Regions from separate parts of the Mus musculus genome. Here region 1 is linked to region 2. A link is a contact called in public Hi-C data. All regions are on one chromosome and are shown on one strand. The core of a region is the stretch at or near the end of the contact, and the rest is flanking DNA. Distances in the headings are between cores, read along the strand shown.

Region 1 (3,445 bases), core at 455-2,954, 74 kb after region 2:
CCAGAAATAAAACTATTATAATTTGGAAACCCACTATTCTATATCTACAACATCTGTGAGCCTCTTCCTTCTAATATTTCAAATTGAGAAACTACAGAGTTTTCAGAGCTCCCGGTGGCTCACACAGAAGCACCTGATGAATGCCAATAGCGGGGGAGCACCCTTCTCCTACTCCACCACTTTCCCTAAACGTCTGCTCCATTCACAGTGGAGCTGCTGTCCCTGAAATCTCTTCTGTTGAAAGATGATCACCTTTAGGAACTGCCGCGAGTACAGCTCAATAACCAGTGGCTTACAGAAAAGGTGCTTTCTATGCACTGGCCCTGCACCCAGCATTTCTTCTTCTGTCTACACTACCACCAAGGAACACATTCACACCTGAAGCACACCTTCTGAGGCAACAAACTGAAACCTGAAATTATTTCTTCACACCCCACACAAAAAAGTTCCTAACTGAAATGACTAAGGATGCACGGTTTCAACAATGTAGGACTAACCTAGTCCACAAATGAACCCTAAGTGAATCTCCATCACAAGATTTTCAAATCCCACAATAATCCCTACCCATGAAAATCACAGCAGGAGTTGGAGACATAGCTCAGAGGATTTGGGAGTGCCTGGTATCCAATCCAGCAAAAAACACAAACCCAGTACACCCAGCAGCAGTTGCTTATATGGCTCTAAATGAACTGCACCTGTGATTGTAATTATTCTCAATAGCCTTATCCTAACTGTGACCCTCCTAAAAGTAGCCGACTGATGTTTTTCCTACAAACAAGGTTAACAGACTGCATGGCTTTTAACTACAACCAAAAGGCTCTGGCAATAGTCTGTGTTTCTACAGCATTCTAAGAACAGTCCGTACCACTAGTTCATCCACTTTCAGCATTCAATACTGCAACATAAGTTGTCATAAACCATAAAGGCATAAAGTAAGCAGGAGAAATCGGTAATACCGTTCTCCTGAGTACCCTAAAAGTAGGCATATTATTTGCAGACCTGAGAAAAACCGCTAAATAACTACCTCCACAGAGAGATAGCTAAGAGATACCAGCTGTGGTGGCAGATCAGTACACCGCGCAGCCCTATCTGCAACTGTGTGACCTTCCACGTCACTGGATGGTATACATTTAACAACCCGTCGATAAGTTTCTCCTCCATAAGCAAGGCTCTGGACAGATGACAGGTGTAATAATAAAAGCAGAAATGCACGCAAAGCATTCACTGCGGGGCCCACGACGTGCAAATGCCTACTGCATGTTAGCTGTCAGTCTTATGAGAAAGCAGATGAGCAGGAAAAGTAACGGCTGCTAATGTCACCCGGTTCTCAACTTCGCCTACTCCCACAAAATTTTCAGGGAGGCCGGCTTGGGAGAAAGATGGAAAGGAATGGGGGTCCCTGCTCTGGGAAACCAAAGTCCGTGGCCCCAACATCCCCGACAGCCCAGGAGACAGGCCGGGAGGAAAGCGCAGAGCTGCGGAGGGCGAGGCTCACACGGGAGGCTTCCCACCGGCCGCTGCGCCCGAGTAGCTGTCCCCGTCCTCCCTGCGGGATCGGCCCCGGTCCTCGGTCTCCACCCACGGCCAGGCGCCCGTCCCGGAGGTTACCAGGCAGAAGCGGCAGGTGGTTTCCCATGTTGTGCGCAGCGTCCTGCTGATCTCCCTCGCCGGCCATGTCTGTTTACCCGCAAAGGAGCCTGGGAAAGGGCGGTGCCGGCACGCAGGGGGAGGGTCTGCGATACGCCGCCGCCACGCTCCCGGGCCACAGCGCCCCCTGGCGGCTCCAACGAGGCGAGCCGAGAGCGGCACAGCGGAGCCAAATGAAGAGGACCATCTTTAAGGAGGACAAGAAACCCAAAGTTATCCATGACCCACTGACCCCACACAAGTTACACAGCTCCCTTCTCAGCCACAAAGACGTTTTGACAGGTGGGAAACCCAAGTCTGTGTTTTTAGTGTCCACTTGGAGCAAACACGTCCTTATACAGCATCCTCTTTTGTCTGGAAGTATGGACTGTTCCAGGGGCCGTTGGAATATAGCAGATTTTTAAAACGATTTCAGTAGCCCTCGGATATAGCCCCAAATTAACATGTATCAGTATGAAGCAAAGATTTGCAAGGACAAAAAAGGCTGATAATCACCTGGAAAATAAAACTGTCAGTATATAAACTAGCCTAGTCATAATGGCTTCACTAAGAGAAAAATGGATCAATGTATGGTAAAAAACAATTACAACATGCTAAAAGAAAGAGAATTGTCTAGCACTGGAGTTGTGGATGGATTTTTTTTTTCCAATTTTAAGAGTGTATACAATATATTTCTAACACGTTTTCACTGAAGAAAAGAAAATAATGGAATGACAAACGATATCTAAAGAAGGAAGTAGTGGTAGTAGGCAGAGAATAAGAGGAAGGAAAAAAAAGTAAACTAATGAATCTGAGGTTTGAAGACATTTTTACCCCAAGAAAAAAATGCTGCATTAAAAAAAAATTCACAACCCAAAAACACGTTGGAATGGTAACTGGATCCGATAGGCGTTTCCTATGGTGACCAACACATAGGCCAGATTAGACCAGATTAAAAGTAGGTAAAGGCATAGTTATCAGGAGGCAGCTCTAAGGGGAGTTCGCTGGTCTCACAGGTGGAGGTCAGTGAAGTCAAACACCCAGGTTTAAGCAACGTGACTTTATAGAGTTTTGGTGAGGAGTGATTACTTGTTGGTTAGGAGATGGGGTTGTTGCCCATACCTGGTTAAAAACTGATCCCCTGGCAGCCACTCTTGGGTGGGTTCCAGGAAATGCTGACATGTTAGCCCGGAGTTTTCTCCAAGACAGAGGTGGAGTTTTCACTCCGCGGTTGGGGATCAGGGAAGGAGAGTAGACTGGGTTTCCCAGCTTGTACAGGGGAAGAGCAGGGGTTCAGCCTAACACTATCAATTCCATATCACTCAGCCTTCTGTCCCTGAGTCACTCTGGCCTTGGCCAAGTCACTTTTATATCCCCAGGACTCAGTTTACCCAATGTTAAAACCAGAACGCAAATGTCCCAGATGTATTCCCTTTAATAGCATATACAATATTGATGCCTTTTATGATCGAGTTAAAAACAGCTGCATGAGCCATTGTAATGAGTTAAGGTGTTTTTCTCGCTAGTAAGAGGACAATTCAGGTCTAGACCACCAGAGAGCATGGAACATAGATGGTGACTGTTAAAGAGAGAACAAGAAGTTCAACCAAGTGATGAATGAATGTGCATAGCTGTACACACACACACATATTTTTGTTGTCGCTGGATCAATTTAAATACAGTTCACAGAATTTCAATAAATTGTTTAGCTGCAGAATTTTCTATCTCAGCAAGCATCTGGTTTCTATTTTATATATCTATCTGTGCATGTGTAAGATGACACTTTTTGGTTCACAGGGGAGCAAGTGTGTCAGTGAGT
Region 2 (3,497 bases), core at 662-3,161:
CTGGTATCCAGTAGACACAGAAGGGAGAGGTTTAAGCCTAGTTCTGTCTCTTGGTGCTGAGGTGGCCTTCCTTGAGCAGTGTATTTGTTTCATTTTGTGTATTGCTTTGAAGCTGGGGTAGGAGTGAATGAGTTAAGACAAAGTGCTTAGCGTCTGTGCAAGTCCACAGAAGCCAATCAGTCCATGTTCGGGGTAATTATGATGGAGATGAATACATTGTGTCAGAGCAAAGGCATCCAGTTAATTTCCCCAGATCCTCAAGGGAAAAACCACAGTTGTAGTGCTGCCTGAATACTTAGGTTAGGAGACATAAATGCCAGGTATTCTGGGTATAAAGGAAGAAGAGGATCAGAAGTCATAGTTAATCCCGTACCTCAATGATATGAGTTGAGATAAACATTGCATTGCGATGTCAAGATGGCTTATTCCTACAAGCCTGAAAACCTGAGTTCAGAGCCCACATAAAAGTCTGGTGCAGACGTGCAGGCATTTTTAATCCTAGCAAAATCCTGCAGGAATATGGGCAGATGAGATAGGAGAATCTGTAGAAGTCTGAGGGTGAGCTAGCCTGATTTGTACAACTGCGCAAAGACAAATGGGAGAACCAAGATCCGAGGACTGTCCTGTGACTTCCACAGTGGACTGAGGCACATGCACGTGCATAGCCATACACTTATGAATCATGGGTTTCAAACCCTGGACAGATGGCTAAGGTGCCTATTCTACATATCAAGCGAAATTGATCTCCAGGTTCTCAGTCCACACTAGTTACAAGGTATGACTGGCACACACCACCCTCTATTGTGAACTTTCCACCTATGGACTGGGCTTCCCCGCCCCCAGAGGCTCTTCTCTATATAATCCAGACATGTTACAACTCCCTTCTCTCTCCCTCTTTCTCCCTGTCTCTGCATTTCTTTCTCTCTGCATGCATGTGCTCTCTCTTTCTCTACTTAACTCCCCTGTCTCCCTGTCTGCATCTCCATTTCCCTAGGCTCCTCCTGTGAGCTAAGTGAATCTTCCTTCCCAGATCTGCCTCCAATAAACCTGCCTCCATATTCTCAATTAAGCTTGAATTGGCTTGTTTCGACGGCAGAAAAAAAAATATTGATGAAAAGGCGCACACACACATGCACTGGCGTATCACACACGGAGAGACACAAAATGAGTGTCATGCACAGCATGAAACATTTAGACAAAAACTGCCTGCAGAGGTCAATGTAAACATCTCCAGTGCTTGGCCTACATGGAGCCTGAGCAGGCCAAGAACTAGTAAAATGAAACCTCTCTGCAGCAGTCTACAGCGCAAGCAAGGTCTGCCCTCTTGTCTCAGTTTCTCTGACTGGAGCACAATAATTGGGATGAGAACATCAGTCAGCATTCACAGGTATAAAGGTAGTCTTGCTGCTGAATCCTAGGCCATTACCAGGTTTGAGCATCTCCCTCTCCCTCTCTTCCCTTTCCCTCCCCCCTCCCCCTCCCTCTCCCCCTCTCCCTCCTCCCTTCCTCTCCCTCTGCTCCCTCTCCCTCTGCTCCCTCTCCCTCTCCCTCTCCCTCTCTCTTTATCCCTCTCCCTCTCTCTTTATCCCTCTCCCTCTCTCTTTAGCCCTCTCTCTCTTCCTATCTTTCTATTAACAAATGATATTTGGGGAGATATCCTAAATACTGTGAATAAACTTATCTTGCACAGAGCCAGGGATAGAGTCCTTCCTTGGCCTAAGTATTAAGCATGGAAGATTGATTGATATGGCCACCAAGAGAAGTAGCTATACCTGAAATTTAAAAATGAAATAAAATAAAAATCCTTGGTAGTATGGAACAGAGCCTAAAAGCTTAATGCAACCTTACCTTCAAGATGGTAGACCAGTCCCACAGAGCCAAGGTGGTCTGGCCTGAGGCTTATCAGGCAAGATCCAGCCAACCTTGAAACCACAGAAGCCTGAGTCAAAGAAGCAGTTTGACTCAACTGCTATGTCTGCCCAGCTGAAATCCCCCACTTGTAAAGAAAATTCCAAAGTGGCAGCTGTGACAGTAGACGAAGCGGGGTTTCCCTTGCTGCTGATGGCTCACCTATTTTTCTTTCCAAGCATTTCCCCTCTGTCTTGACCCGGAGCTTTCCTTCTCTTACCTTGTAAAACTCTAAAGGGACAGACTTCTTTTGAAAGCGCAGAGAAAGTGAAACTGACCCTTTCCTCGTACCTGTTTCCCTTTCTTCTTCCCTATTCTGCTTTGTATCTTGTCTCACAACAGTTTGGAAATTTAAGAAGAAAGGATGAGAACAGACGAGAAAGACAGAGAAGGGCAAACAGACAGACGATGAAGGGAGCTGCTCGAAATCTACAGGCACAGAGGAAAGAAGGGGCCACAGCTGGAGCTTGAGTTCCTTTGATAGACTGTGGACCATGAAGGAAGTACATTCAGTGATCTTCAAGATAACACCATCTCCTCCCCGCCCTTGAGTCTATAAGCTTCAGGGAGAGGGAAATTGCTTTGCACTTCTGTCATGAACACCAAGTCAAAGAATAAAAGTCCTCCTTCCATCCTGCACGCATGCCTGTGTGTCGCAGCTGTTGTAGTAATTATTTAATCTCAGTTGGGATATTTCTACCCTGCCTTTGATCATTCAGTTCCCAGATAAAAGATGCAAAACTTTTATATTTATAATAATCCTTTAAATAGCACTAGAGCTGGACAGATATCTACCCTCGAAGCTATTAGTATCTACTTCCCAATCAATAATTCCATGATAAGACTTGCTATGTTTTTGCTTGGCTGCTTTTATTCCGACTGGCCAGCCCTCATGGTGAGCTTTCAGAATCCCTTAGCCCATGGCATCTTCTCATCTTTCCCTTGTTCTGCCCTCCTCTCTACCATTTCAGGTTCTCTGTAACCATATATCTAAAAACTTGCCTATTTCTAATCTCTCCAGTATTTGGCTGTAGCCATTTTTATTTAACTGATAGTTTTAAATTAAGAAACAATGTTTGCACAACAAACGCTGGTAAACATGAGATTTCACTCGTAGGCACAGAGCTTCAGGTACAGTATTTAGCGATTTTAGCATTACAATGCATAACAACAGATCACAACTAAACATGCCACATTGGTTTTTGCTTAGCTCTGATACCCACCCCAGGACACATATTACCCTGCACACTCACACACACACACACACACACACACACACACACACACACATATATACACACCCTGGCTCACACCATAGCAGGAAAGTGAAGGCCAGAATCAAGTGAAGGCTATGAGCAGCATGTCTTTGTTGCTGAAGGATTTGTTCCAGTAGATAGCAGCAGTCACCCTGAAAATGGTGTCCACACTGCTGACTGAGCCATGTGAAAACTGGGGTGACTGAGTCTTGTTCTGCTCCCAGGTTAAGTGCCACTCATCTTAAGCCTAAACAAAGCCTTTTAGAAGAACACATTTTCACTCACTTCTAATAATACCAGGTCCTGAGTGGCAGATACAGCCTTCACTGAGAG

Evidence for each region. A called contact is a pair of places that touch in the nucleus more often than the background predicts.
Region 1: a contact with region 2 is called in a Hi-C map of centroblasts, with 2.1 times the contacts expected there. The contact joins the promoter of Crbn here to the enhancer-like site in region 2. A contact is called at or near these places in 6 of 39 promoter capture datasets (the HPC-7 cell line, HPC-7-derived erythroid cells, embryonic stem cells and 3 more), 11 of 484 Hi-C or Micro-C datasets (the AML12 cell line, B cells, CD4 T cells and 6 more), 7 of 115 datasets of contacts at active chromatin or transcription factors (the 230-238 cell line, DN3 thymocytes, embryonic stem cells and 3 more) and 2 of 9 other capture datasets (adipose tissue and liver).

Annotation. Positions count from the first base shown.
Region 1 is chr6:106,798,383-106,801,827 of GRCm38.p6, forward strand. It overlaps Crbn (cereblon), which reads right to left and starts at 1,705. Exons shown (of 11, transcript NM_175357.3): 1 at 1,609-1,705. The coding sequence starts at 1,675.
Region 2 is chr6:106,723,855-106,727,351 of GRCm38.p6, forward strand. All of the region lies in intron 10 of Il5ra (interleukin 5 receptor, alpha), which reads right to left. Among named protein-coding and RNA genes, the nearest start is that of Il5ra, 23 kb to the right of the region's middle. Within about 2 kb of position 1,912, at least 37 of the 459 cell types and tissues checked have an H3K27ac peak or open chromatin away from gene starts, as enhancers often do. A contact at or near this core is called in the 230-238 cell line, the AML12 cell line, B cells and 6 more, where this site is marked.